Regions from separate parts of the Zea mays genome. Here region 2 is linked to region 1. The links are chromatin contacts, called in public Hi-C maps. All regions are on one chromosome and are shown on one strand. The core of a region is the stretch at or near the end of the contact, and the rest is flanking DNA. Distances in the headings are between cores, read along the strand shown.

Evidence for each region. Hi-C and Micro-C count contacts between places; a contact is called where the count stands out from the background.
Region 2: a contact with region 1 is called in a Hi-C map of tassel, with 5 times the contacts expected there. The contact joins the enhancer-like site here to the promoter of LOC100125644 in region 1. A contact is called at or near these places in 4 of 25 Hi-C or Micro-C datasets (ear, leaf, leaf mesophyll and 1 more).

The regions. Positions count from the first base shown.
Region 1 is chr6:69,500,759-69,507,781 of Zm-B73-REFERENCE-NAM-5.0, reverse strand. It overlaps LOC100125644 (Growth-regulating factor 6), which reads left to right and starts at 2,958. Exons shown (of 3, transcript NM_001112575.1): 1 at 2,958-3,380; 2 at 3,905-4,262; 3 at 5,125-5,783. The coding sequence starts at 3,113. The coding sequence ends at 5,647.
Region 2 is chr6:70,099,334-70,106,578 of Zm-B73-REFERENCE-NAM-5.0, reverse strand. No RefSeq gene overlaps it. Among protein-coding and RNA genes, the nearest start is that of LOC103629394, 39 kb to the left of the region's middle. Within about 2 kb of position 3,923, at least 15 of the 20 cell types and tissues checked have an H3K27ac peak or open chromatin away from gene starts, as enhancers often do. A contact at or near this core is called in ear, leaf, leaf mesophyll and 1 more, where this site is marked.

The DNA of each region.
Region 1 (7,023 bases), core at 1,709-4,208:
CCTTAAGTAACTTTGCTAATTATTCCTTTTCAGACTCATAAACCTTTAAACATTCAGCTCTTATGGTCTTCCTACCAATAAATTCATACAACAGATTCATATATTTCATGAGAATATTAAACCATGTGTGCTCAACCATTCTAAATGGATACTTATGAACTATAATCATTTTGGCAACTAATTTTTTGACTTGCTCATGATTATAATCTTTAGGTGATGAGATAGTAGAGAGACCAGAACCAGATTCACCTGTCGTTGAAGGAGCAAAGTTCAAGAGAGTCTGATCAAGCTTCTCTTCGATATACTTTTGATACTTTCCACAGTTCATCATATGCCTTGACAATGTCATTGTTGTTGATCCTTGTGCATAACTATAAAGTGTTTTACAATATTTGCACTTTGCCTTTAATAACGGATTCTCCTTATCGGACGGATTTGGCACATTCACCTTATCAAAAACCTCCCAAACCTTGGATTTGCTTTTGCTGCCACCCTCAACCTTAACTGGTTTAGTCACTCCTCTATGCCTTTTCTTGACTTTAGTCACATCTCCACCATCATTGCATTCAGCAACTCTAACAACATCCTCACCTCTCCCACCTAGCACTGTCATCTCATCCTCAGACATGTCATCATTCTTGTCGAAGGAGTTGCTCTCTGAATCAGTCTCGTCTCTTTCGCTCCTCCATTTCGCTGCCACAACTGAATGAACCGATAAAGGTTCCATCACTTAGCAATATGCAAACAATACCAAATTACCAAGACATTGAAATTTATTGTACATGTGAATAATAATGTGTGCAAGTGAATTTTAGTGAAATGTACAGCCTACAGGGGTGCACTACTGTTTTTCAGTTTGTCTGGTGTCAAATACTTTTAATTATATCAGATCTGGTTCATTGAACATTGAAGGATGAATGACATATTCATTGAAGGACAGAAGCTATAACTAAATAGCTTAAGTGCTTAAGTTAGGGTTATGAATTTTGGGTCAGATGCTCAATTTCGTACTGATTCATTGAAGGATAGGATCACATAAACTATAACTATGATCTATGAGCCTAGAAGGGAAAGGAGTCAAGCAGTCAAGGAAAGAAGGAGAGCAGTAAGCACTAACCTGGTGTGCTTGTCGCTGGAGCCTAGAGATTGGAGCAGATGGCCGATCAACCACGCGCGGCGCACCGGCAGTCGGTGGTCGTCACGCCTGGTCGCCCACGTCTAGATCCAGGTCGGCGCGGCGGCGCCGGCGAAGGGCCGAGGCACCAGAGGGCCAGTGGCGCGTGGCGGTCGTTCGTCGGTGTCGTCGATTCGTCGAAGGCTCGAACTCTCGAAGCCTCCTGTTCCTGTGTCTGGTGACGTCTGGTTCTTGGACGAAACTTGGACCGGTTGGACTCTTGGACGGAACTTGGACCAGAGGACTAGTTGGACTGTTCTCGCGAGTTGGAGAGACGGCTGTTGGGCTTGGCCGCTTAGGCACTTGGGTTGTTGGGCAGTTGCCAGTTAGGCTAGGACTAAGGGACTGGGCAGCTAGGTTTTTGCTCAGCTCGCGAGCCGCTCGCGAGCCACACGAGCTAGCTCGGCTCGGCTCGATAGAGAAGCGAGCTTGAAGAAGAGGCTCGGCTCGACTCGTTTTGAGCTCACGAGCCATTGTGAGCTCGAGCTGGCTCGAGCTGATTTTCTAGCCCTAGGTGGGCTAGTGGCCTCATGGTAGGCTTCTGGACTATAGGCTATGGTTGTGGGTAGTGGGTCGGTTAACTGGCTGGGAAGTGGAAGCTCGTTTAGCTCACGAGCTGGTTTAAGCTTAGCTTTAGCTAGCTCGTTAAGAAACCGAGCTAGGACGTTGGTTTAGCTCATACAAAAATTCAAACAATTTAATCCAAACTAAATAAATCAGTGAGTCATGAGTATTACTAGTCTATCTTGAATATTGTTCGTCCGCTCCCCCTCTCTCTAGCTCTCGGCGTCGGGCCGGGCCGGGCCCGCTCCTGTTGAAGCTGAGCGCGAAACAGGGCGGTAAAACGCTCGCAGGCGCCAAGATTTTTTTACTGGGGTCGCTGTAGCCGCCTGCATTGGTCTTGGTCGTCCACAACACACATTCAAAACGCCGCGTACGTACGGGCTGCAAGTAGTAAAAGCCTTGGATTTTTACTTGTTGTATTCTCTCTCTCTTTTGAGGTGGTGATTGTGTTGTGTTGTGCCCGACGCCCGTACGTACAAAACAGCTGGTGTACATACATCGAGTACGCTTCTCGGTGCTATACTATATACTACTTGTTTGTTACACTACTACTGTACATTAAACGCCGTACACTCGCTTAAGGATATCTACAAACCACATTAATGATACAATGTATCTAATAGTTTAAATACAAACAAAAAATAAGAGACATATTTTGATGAAGAAACGTCTTTAACATGGTTATTTAAGTCTAGATACGATTAACAACTGATATAATTGAGTCATATTTTAAGATATTTTAGTGAATAAGATGTAAAACATAGATATATCGAATTTTATAAATGAGTTTTTTAGCAGTAGCTAGTGTTTAAAGAACCACCAGTTAGATAGTATCTAAGAGCATCTCTAAGAGGTTAGTCAAATAGCTCAGGAAGCTAAATTTTGGCTATTCAATAGCAAAATAACTCTCCAACAAACTAGTCATCCAACTTGGCAAGCTATCCGGGTCTTCAAATTGGCTCCCTCTCTAGCCAAATTTGACTAGCCGCTGACTAGCCAAACTAAATAGATAGTTTGTTGAAGTGAGATGCTACATATAGAATGTGATCTTTATAAAGAGGTAAATAGAGTGTCATATAGAGAGTCGAAAATGGAGTGTCTCTTAGAGATGCTCTGAGTAGTACATATCCATTGTGTCCAACCCTACCAAAAAAAAATCCAAAGCGAGCAGATCCCCCGCCCCTAACCGACTCCCCTCGCTTCCATTCCATTAATGGCCGCCACCAAGAGCCCTCCAACACACACCTGACCTCCCCTTCCCCCCTCTCTCCGCCGCCCGTTCCCCGCGCCTCCGCCCGTACGTCCCGTTCCCGGTCGGCCGGCCGGTCCAAAGGGAGGGGAGGAGGAGGAACGCGGGAGTCGGGGCCCGCACCGATGCTGAGCTCGGCATCCTCGGCCGCGGGAGCGGCCATGGGGATGGGCGGCGGCGGGTACGCGCACCAGCCCCCGCCACAGCGCACGGTCTTCACCGCCGCGCAGTGGGCGGAGCTGGAGCAGCAGGCGCTCATCTACAAGTACCTCATGGCCGGCGTCCCCGTCCCGCCCGACCTCCTCCTCCCCGTCCGCCCCGGCCCCGCCGCCGCCTTCTCCTTCGCCGGCCCCGCCGCCGCGTCGCCCTTCTACCACCAACACCACCCGTCCCGTGAGCTCTCTCCACTTTCGCTGCCGCCTCCAATCGTGCCGTGTGTACATATACATATCAGAAATCTCCGTTCAAGTGCGTGCGTGCGTGCTGTGACTGGTTGGTTGGGTATTGGCGCGATTTATCTCGTCGGATGATTCATTAACCATGCGCCGGCCTAGCATCTGGCATCTCTCGCCTATGCGGGGTGAGGCGTGAGGGGTGGGGGCGGATCTTTGTCATGCACCTCCTTTCCTGCTTGCTCAAGCAACGGGATGGGTGGGGGGAGTCTTTATTATTCAAACTTTTAAACAAAGTAGGAGAAAGAAACAAAAGCATCTTTGCATTGGGTTGGTCAAATGTTTAGGGGTGCGCTTTCGATCTGCCCCCCCAGTTAGCAAGTACACCATTGGATTAGAATACACACGCGCACACGGCACACACACACACTAGCTAGGGCTGTGTGATGGGAGGCGGATTCGATTTCTCGCTCTGCTCAACAGTCTCACCCCTATAGCTATACGTGGTTCTCCTCCTGCCTGCAGTGAGCTACTACGCCTACTACGGCAAGAAACTGGACCCGGAGCCGTGGCGGTGCCGCCGCACCGACGGCAAGAAGTGGCGGTGCTCCAAGGAGGCGCACCCCGACTCCAAGTACTGCGAGCGCCACATGCACCGTGGCCGCAACCGTTCAAGAAAGCCTGTGGAATCCAAGACCGCCTCGTCGTCGTCGCCCGCGCACCCGTCGCCGCCCCAGCTGTCCACCGTCACCACCACCGCGCCTCTCGAGCCCCTTGCAGCGGCGGGGGGCAAGGTCCACGGCCTGTCCCTCGGCGGCGGCGCTGCTGGCTCGTCGCACCTCGGCGTCGATGCTTCGAATGCTCACTATCGTTATGGTAGCAAGTATGGTTACATTATCCCCTCCCCCTTTTTGCTGTTTCTTATTAGCTGCTAGCTGTCGAATGGCCATGGGATTGGGTTTGCCTGGCCTGCTTGCTAGTTACACCAGGATGCATGGAGCTGCTACAATAGGTTGTTTGATTTACCTGCCTTGTCATTTTAGCTGGGACCATTATTGACGATGATGCTATGGTTTTTTCACCGCTTCTCTTTTTACACGGTTGTTTGCAAAAAGGATAGTCACACCATAGCTCACAGCACTTGGGTGTATTGACTCAACGGCAAAAGCACTCCTGCCACTTGCTTCTTGCAATATAATAGAGATCTTTTGCTGTTCTTCTGTAAAGTGAAACTGTCGTGCCTGCTATGCCCAGGGCCCTGCCTGCTTCTGCTATCTTAGTTGTCTGTATACGATATAAATTTTATATGCTCTCAAGTCTGAACAACAAGTAGCTCTTCATTTCTGACAGATTTTTTTCTCATTAGCCTCCTATTTTTTGTACACTGACTTGTTATCAATTTATTTTTTATCGCCCGTATATAAACTTCATCTCTTACATACCAAGCAAACCCATGTCTAGCTGGTTGCTGTAGAGGCAAGGCACCATTACCAGACTCCAAGCAAGGGTGCTGGACTGACAAGTTTCTGTCAGTTCGTAAATATCTGTAGCAGCAGCTTGAGAACTAAGCTTATTTAAGCATGGAATCGTATTAGGATCGGACTCTATTCCTATTTATTTTTAAAGTAATATTATTTAAGAGTCCTAACTTTCTGTGAAGGAGTATTTGATCGTGATCCCCTATCTGTAGCAGCAGCTTGTGATCGTCAACGTACATACTTATCCGTAACCAATTGGTTGTGCAGCAGGTACCCTCTCGGAGCTAAACCGGACGGCGGCGAGTTGAGCTTCTTCTCAGGAGCGTCATCGGGGAACAACTCGAGGGGCGGCTTCACCATCGACTCTCCATCAGATAACAACTCGTGGCACTCCGCCCTGGCGTCCAGCGTGCCCCCGTTCACGCTGTCGACGAAGAGCGGGGACTCCGGCCTCCTGCCCGGCGCCTACGCCTCCTACTCCCAGTCCCACTCCCACATGGAGCCGCCGCGGGAGCTCGGGCAGGTCACCATCGCCTCGCTGGCGCAGGAGCAGGAGCGCCAGCAGCCGTTCAGTGGTGGGATGCTCGGGAACGTGAAGCAGGAGAACCAGAACCAGCCGCTGCGGCCCTTCTTCGACGAGTGGCCCGGGACGCGGGCGGACTCGTGGCCGCCGGAGATGGACGGCGCGCCGCGGGCCGGCAGGACCTCCTTCTCCTCCTCCACCACCCAGCTCTCCATCTCCATCCCGATGCCCAGATGTGAGCTGCATCTCAGAAACCAGAACTCTTGATTCTGTTCGCTGCCCGAATCATGCTTGACTGAAACTTGTTTTCTGCAGGCGACTGACGAGGAACCGTCGATCGGGCGGCCACTAGACGGTGGACGCTCACGCTCACTAGTGCGCTGTCGCCTGGAGTGGAGATCGATCGTCACGCCGCCGCCGCCTACGCCCTCGTCCTACCTATTTGTTTTGCCGTAGTGTATTGTACCGACCTCATTAAGAACAGAACAGAACAGAAGTCTCTGTGTAAGAGCCGGCTCCTTCCTGTTCCTATGGTTTGTACTAGTAGCGTGCTTTGTATTTGTTGTACCCCTCAAGACCGAGAATGAAACCCGCCCGCCGTCAGTCTGTCTTTGCGTTTTAGTAGATGATGCGAGTGTTTCGTGTGCATTTCCAGATGGCGAATCGGATACCTCTGTGGTGTCTTAGAAGGTGTTGCGACTTGCGAGGTGACAGACACTGCACGTGAGAGCGTGGCTCTGGCTCGTGTCTCGTGCGCAGCCGGAACGAACCTGCACCTGAACTGGAAAGGGCGGAGGAATGGGCTCCCAAGTTGGCAGGCAGCAGCTTTTTTGTTGAGCTGAGCTGAAATAAAACGGGAGGACGAGACAGGTCGGGGTGGCTGGTGGCATCGTATAGGCAAGGCAGCTGGGTCCGTCAGGCGGAGGTGGCCGCACCAAAAAGGCTGCCGCCTGCTGCCTGCGGCTGCGGGCGTTGGTGCTCTGCTCTGGCGAGTCGTCGGCATGGCCGGCAGGTGTCGCCTCATGCCGTGCCATGGTCAAAGCCCACGGCGACGCCCTGAGCCCCAACGGCCGACCACGAAATGCCCGGACCGCCAGAAGAGAGAGAGGACGTCACGTCGTCTGCAGGAGAGTGTCACCGTAGTTGCCCAGGGTCCTGCAGGGTATGTCTCTCCTCCTGCTCCGAATCTTATTGCTGCTAGTGATGGCCAGCAATCAAAAGTGCATCCCCATGAAAAAAAATCACTTAATCCGATCCTGGTGCCAAAACAATGGATGAGGTTCGAGCTAGGACTGAAAAAAAAAAACTCAAGGCTCGCTAGCTTGAGCCGGGTCTACTTTTGTGGCTCGCTGTGAGCTTAAGCGAGCCAGTCATGTTATGTTAAATCACTATCACATCATTATGTTATTAATTTATTTTATTTTTTATGGACTCAATTTTAGATATAGTTTAAAGGAACAATTACGTCACTACCCCTGTTTTACAATGTAACATTTTCTAGCCTACTTCGAGCTCTTTTTTTATTCAACAAGATGTTTGTCCTGATGCTTTCTTCTATTAAGTTGCTTGATGGCATCAGGTATGTTCTCGTATACGCTCTAAAACTGGACGTGCAATAAAAAGGGCTTGTCTGATATTTTGTT
Region 2 (7,245 bases), core at 2,674-5,173, 600 kb before region 1:
GATTTAGGGTATGTTTAGTTGGGTTGTGGTCGAAAAAAACCGTTGTGGATTGTAAGCTCTAAAAAAAAGTTGATGTAAGCTGTTAAAAATAAAACTGTTTAGTAGAACCCACTAAAAACCGTTAAAAGTTTTTTCTATCTCTATATATATAATATACTGTGAGAAAAGTCAGTTTTTAGGAAAAGCTGCTTTCTGTATCTACCCCTTTGATTTTTAGTGAGCAAAAGCCAAAACCAACACCCGAATTTTTTGTATTTTAGCCATTTCTCGGAAAAAAATCACGTTTAGACCCTAGAAAATTTTAATGTCATTTTTGGACCCTTTGCTCGGCGCCATAGGTTATGGCGCCGAGGTAAGTCCTGCGCTGGCACAACCCGGACGACGTGGCGCCGACATGGCACCGAGCTCGGCGCCAAGATCTATGACGCCGAGCTCGGATGTGTAATCACAAAGCTTGTCTAGCTCAGTCGGTAGAGCGCAAGACTCTTAACCTTGAAGTTTTGGGTTCAAGCCCCATGGTGGGCGTTTAATATTTTTTTGTCTTTGTCAATAATTTGTTTTTTGTCTATATTTTTCGTTTATGTCGCTGATTTGTCCGTCCAAATTTTTTTTGTGAGACTTCCGAGCGAGACGTTTGTTTTTTTTTGCCCGAGAAAAGAAAATATAGCATAACAATAGTTCGAAGAGGTAAATTGCTGATCCATGTCACACTTTTTTTTTGTCTAAATAATACCACTTTTAGACAAAAGGTATTAGCTTGAGTACAACGTGCTTTCTTCCTTTCTTTTAACCATGGCATATGCTTTAGTTGATGGCTTGACCTCTTCTAGCGAAAAGGTTATTTCGTGTTTTATATATTCCTGCGTATATATAAAAGGAAATACTACTCCTCTATATGATAGCGCCATCCAATATATAGTCCGTATTCTTGAAAATGCCATCTCAGTTCTCGAAACACGCTTCTTTTTTAAAAAAATCTTTTGCTTGTGGTTAGTGCATATTACTTTTATCATTCTATAATTAGTTTATATATTTTAAATCCGTTTGATCTCACTAAACTCTAGTTTTACTCATAGCTGTGCGCCTGCGATTACTACACGTCTACAGCCTGCAGGTAAAGCGATGTGACCATATATCGATTCGCAAGCTGTATGGGCCAAAATTCGTATAATGACGATTTCAAAAGCAAAAAAATATAGATGAGAAATAAATCTGGACAGACAAATCAGCGGCATAAATGAAAAAATCTGGACAATAAAAAAAATAAATCAGTGACAAAGACAAAAAAATATTGAACGCACGGACAGATCAGCGGCATAAACGAAAAAATCTGGACAATAAAAAACAAATCAGTGACAAAGACAAAAAAATATTGAACGCTCATGGTGGGGCTCAAACCCACAACCTTAAGGTTGAGAGCCTTAATCTCTATCAACTGAGCTAGACAAGCTTTATGGTAAAACATTCGAGCTCGGCGCCATAGATCTTGGCGCCGAGCTCGGTGTCACGTCGGCGCCGCGTCAGCTGGTGGACGACAGCGCGTCAGGTAGCTCGGCGCCAAGATCTATGGCGCCGAGATGTGTAAACTCGGCGCCATAGCTCATGACGCCGAGAAATGGGTCCAAAATTGCATTTAAGTTTTCTGGGGGTCTAATTGGAAATTTTTGACACAAAAAGGACTCAAAAACAAAAAATTCGGAACCAACACACCCTTAGGCCTTGTTTGAGAGGGCTTCATTTCAAGAATGACACCTTAGGTTTTCCAACTTCACCGCAAAACAACTTTCACATATTGATAAGACAAGGTTCAAAAGTGTTTGGCTTGCACATGGATTCTAGTTTCTATAATACAATTAATGTGTGCGAGTTTCCTTAATTACTCTTGATGATTAGCAGGTGAAGAGACATAAATCGGTAGATCATGTAACCAATAACATGGTGGGTAATTTTTGTGCAACTTCACGAGGAGGTATGAAAGTAGTGTTTTTGAAGCACCCTTTGAGTAGTTTGAAAATTTCATGAAATCGGTCTCTAGTTTCAGTTTTTTTAAGCTACAACTCATAGAACTGGACCTGTTTGGATATAAGAAACTAAAATAAACTTAAAATTCTTGAAGTGAAGCTCTCCTAAACAGGACCTTAGTTTACTAATTACTCCCTTAGTCCCAAAATATAATTTGTTTTAGGTTAAGCACACATTCATTAATCAATTTATGAATGTAGTTTGTATGTTTTGTCTACAATCATTCGAATATGGACGAAAAAAGAGGGCTACAAAGAACTATATTTTGGAATGGAAGAAGTACTATATTGACACTACATTAATTTGAGAAACTTCTATCAGCTAAGTTAATTTTCGATGGCAATAAGGGCCACTAAAAGTTAATTTTAGTGTGGCGTTTGAATGTTGGATTAATGTGTGTTTGGTCCAAATTAATATTCAATAATAGTTAATGCTAAAGGCCCACTTTAATGCTACGGTGTACTAATAATTTAGTACCATACTAGAAGTTCAAGGGACAAATCAATCAACTTAAGATGTGTTTGGTTGCGGGATAGAAAGGACAGGGACGTCCCTAGACGTCTTCTCTCGTCCCTCAAATTTTGATGAACAATTAAGATAGTCATGTCTCAACCCCTGATCCTAAACCAAATAACCTTATTTAAGGGATCGCTCTATCACATTCCGCTCTATCATTACAACCAAACACATAGGTGGACCATTGGTGCATCTATTGAGAAATGGATGAAGGACTGTCACGCGCGCGCGCCGCTGACCGAGGCAGAGGCTTGTGGTAGATTGGACCTTGGTCTGAATATTTCTTTCTAACGGTTGTACATTTTATCTAAAGTGATGATCGTCTGTTACTGTCTGTTTCATGTCTTATGGCTAGTGACGGACAGACTGTAATGGATGTTGGTTTCTGGCTCTTATGGCGACCGTTATTGTCCGTTCCCTACGGAGGAGGTGGACGCTCTTCTAGTCACGTGAATAGTCTCTCAGACGCGTTGCACTCAGCCCATTCCCATCCCACCTTATGCGAGCAGAGAGAGAGTGGGAGAGCAGGCCTCCGAAATCGCCGTTCACATAGCTACACATTCACGGGTGTGCGGGCGATCAGTTTTTTAGGGAGTATACTCACGACTGCTCGCTCCATCCGCTCGACCAACGCTGATTCGATTCTTCATCGTCGGCGCCATTTGAGGGACTGCATTGCGTACATCTGTCTGTATCGATTGCGTCTACATCGAACATACACACGTGATGTCTCGGTGTGAATGGAGCCAATGCTGCCTTGAGCATCGATACATTTGCACGGTACAATATGTTTTTCGTATTTGTGCATGTTTTACTGTTATTTACTGCTTATGTGAGTAATGATACACACATGCACATACATGTTGTCACAACATCATACTGATTTTTTGGATTAAATTAAAACTGATAATGCCTAATCCTTAACATTGAATATACTAGATCTAATAGATAGTTGACTAGAAAATTACTAGTCTAATTTGCTAAAAGTAAATAATAGTTGAATTATTAGCTAGACTATTTAGAGGTGTTTAGCTAATTTTCACAGCTAAGTATTAGCTCTAATGCCCTTATTGTCAGACGGGGTGACAGGTGCTGTTCCAAATGTATTGTTTCGTGCTACAGGGACTGCGGTGCAAAGCTTGAAAGAAAATCGGACCGAGATTCTGGTTTCTTCTGGCCGTGGCGCCGTGCACATCTCGATTGACGATTTGCAATTGAGAAGTGCTTTTCCCGTCCATACCGAAACGGTATGACGATTCGTCGTCAGTCCTCGTGAATGAAATGAAGAAAAACAAAAAACAAATGACAAAGAAGCATTGGACCTTGATAGCCCACTGGACAACTAGTCCAGCCCATCTCACACGCTTACACTTTGACAGCCTATTCAGGTCCAGTGTCAACATAGCCCAATGGCTCGGCACGCTTCGTGCCGTCCTTTCTTCGTTGGTGGTGAAGGAGAGAAATGCCCCCTCACGCCCTATTTGAGAGCTTGCATTTTTACAGTTTTGAGGGCAATGTTATGGTATTCGATGATACCATGTATTAAAAAATAGAAGGTGTTTAATTGGTACAGGTAAAATACGGTTTTAAATATCATAGTGTATCTAAAACTGTATTATTTTTGAAGTCTTAAAAGTTTCACTCAAATCCTCAGTTTTCTTCTATTTTTCTCTACATATACTATAGGTTTTTAATGGAACCAAACACATCTTAGGGCCTATTTGGCAACGTAATATTTTTAAAGTTTCTGGACAATACCATGATTTTTAAAGATACCACAGTATTTTATAGAATGAGGTGTTTGTTTGTGTTACAAAATACTTTGTTTTCAAAATCGTAGAATTGCAGAACTGTGAGTATCATGGTATTTTTAAAGTATTTGAAACTCCACTCCAACCTAAAGCTTTCATCACTTGACTAGCTCCTTACAAAGTTACACTAAAATACTGTAGTTTTAGATATTGTATTTAAATACATGTTGTTATGACATTTGAATACCGTCATATATAAGAAATCATGGTTTTAATAAACTTTACTTCCAAACACGACCTCAGTTTTAGGCAATGATAAGGCAATACTAAAGTATTTGTCTTTTATAATTATAAACTACGGTATTTCAAAACTATAGCATTTCAAAACTGCTGTCTCTCCACCGTGTCGTCCACTCGTTCGTCCGGTTGCGTGATCAACGACCTGAGCGAACGGAAGACTTGTTATTGCATGTTGGTCAGTGTTTAGTGCCTTATGCAGTAAGCTGTAATAGTGGGTTGGAAGGCTGACGTGTTTCTATTTGGATACCTCATTGGTCATAAGATGAATTATGCAGAACTGTTATTTAGTTTTTGTGTTGCAGCAGAGGTGCTATGGCAGTCGGGCTACTACCCCAGTCTGGGTGGATGTTTCCGAAGAGATATCTGCAAACTTGCAGCAGGCAAGGATGAAAATGGAAGAGTGTGTTAAGGCACATGCCAAAGCCTTGGTGCCATCCTTTGGTGATGGCAGGGACGACCACCAAGCAATCGAGGTTCTCACACATGCTATAACATGTTTGCTGAAGAGGTCCAAGAAGAGGCTGCAGAAGTTGTCCATGCAGAGGTACTATTAGTCATTCTTTATTAGATATTGATATGTTACCTGCATATTAGGCATTAGTGTGTGGTTTATGTGTCTTCTCCCCTTTTGCGTACATTTTGTACAATTGTTTTCCTATCTTATGAAATAACACGAACCCCTTGTTGGCGCCGATCCGGGCGCCAATCACTACGATGAGAACTGGCGGCGGTGCTCTCTGCGGAGGAGCGGACGGTCTGTGGCCCGGGGCCCAACGACCTGCGACCTGACGCAGGGGCTCGGGTTCCTGCATGACGAGCCAGTGCGCAGAGGTGGCGGAGTTCGCTGGTAGCGCCTTAATCTCGCTCCCAGGAGAGACCCCGTCGGGGAGGAGAGATCCTAGGCTTTTTCTTGGGCAGGCCACCCAAGATGCCTCTAATCGACGTAGAGCTGGAGAGAGGTAAATATTTAGAGAGAAGAATCTAATTTGTTGTCTACTCCTAGGGCAAAAGGTAAAAAACTAGATGTATATTGATTGATTGATCGATTGTTGGTGTTCCAATCGACCGTAGCCCTTCATATATATAGGGGGAGGTCTGGACCCGTTACAAATTGATTCCCGAGTTAATCCCACAGATTTAGCTAACAAATCCCGCAAGAAACTCGGAATCATAGCTGATTCTACGCGCACATGGACCGTCCGTGCCACCACCGCGGACCGTCCAGCCTTAGGGCTGGACCGTCTGCCCGGTCAACAGTGGTGCTCAACAAATGCCCCCATGCTTTTTGGCGGAGTTGAGCGAACCAAAAACACTAGCACACGCCTAAAACTAAATCGATGTGATCACATCGGTTTTCTTAGGCATCTTGCCACATACTAGGATGGTACTGCTTAAGGAAACACATGTTTAACGCCTTGGGCAAGTCTTTGCCTTGTAGTGTTTGCAACAAGTAGACGTTACCGGGTATCACCTGCATGACCTTGTAAGGGCCTTCCTAGCTTGGCAACCACTTACCAAACTTCTAATCTTTGCTCCTTAGAGGCAAGACGGTCTTCCATACCAAAGTCCCCTACTTGGAATGATTTAGCCTTAACCTTCTTGTTGTAAGCATTGACAACCATGATCTTGTCCTTTTCTATTTCTCCTAAAGTTGTCACTCTCTTGTCGGTCACTTCATCAATATTGTCCATCATTGAATTATAATAATCACCAATAGTTAGATCATTTTGCCTAGCGAACTTGACAACATTTAAACCTATCTCTACATGCAACACTACTTCCTGCCCATAGACAAGCTCAAACAGAGATACTTTAGTAGCACGATGTTTAGATATTCTATGAGCCCATAAAGCTTCGAACAAAATCTTTCGCCTATGCTTAGGATGATCAGATATCTTCTTTTTTATCAGACTAATCAATGTCCTATTACTAGACTCGGTCTGTCCATTGGCCTAAGCATAATATGGAGATGAATTGAGCAATTTAATTCTATATAATTTAGCAAACTCACGTACCTCCTTTGACATAAAAGAAGCCCCTGGTCTGCGGTCAAAGTCTGGGGATTGGCGAATCTATAAATAATATGCTCAGTTATGAACTCAATTACCTCCCTATGTGTCGTGTTCTTTAGAGCAACGACTTCTGTCCATTTGGTGAAATAGTCCGTGGCAACTAACACGAACAGATGCCTTTTGATGATGAAGGATGAATCTCTCCTATAAAGTCCAATCCCCATCCTCTGAAAGGCCAAGGTTTAATGATAGGATGTACTTCGGCTGTAGGGACAAGTTGTAAGTCGCTGAATTTCTGACATACTTGGCATCCTTTGTAGTACTTGAAACAATCAGCTATCATGTTAGTCCAATAGAAGCTAGATCTTCACAATAACCACTTTATCTTTGGAGCTGATTGATGGGTACCACAAATCCTCTCATGTACCTCGGCCATGGCTAATATAGCATCACCTGGGCCCAAGCATTTAAGTAGGACGTCGTTGACCGTTCGACGGTAGATTTCATCACTCATTAAAACATACTTGAAAGTTATACGTTGAACAGTTCTATCTGTCCTAACACTGGGATTTCGTAGTTAATTAATTATGAGTGTCCTCCAATCAATTGCATCGACTTCGTTATCAGCTGAATCAGTCAGGAGA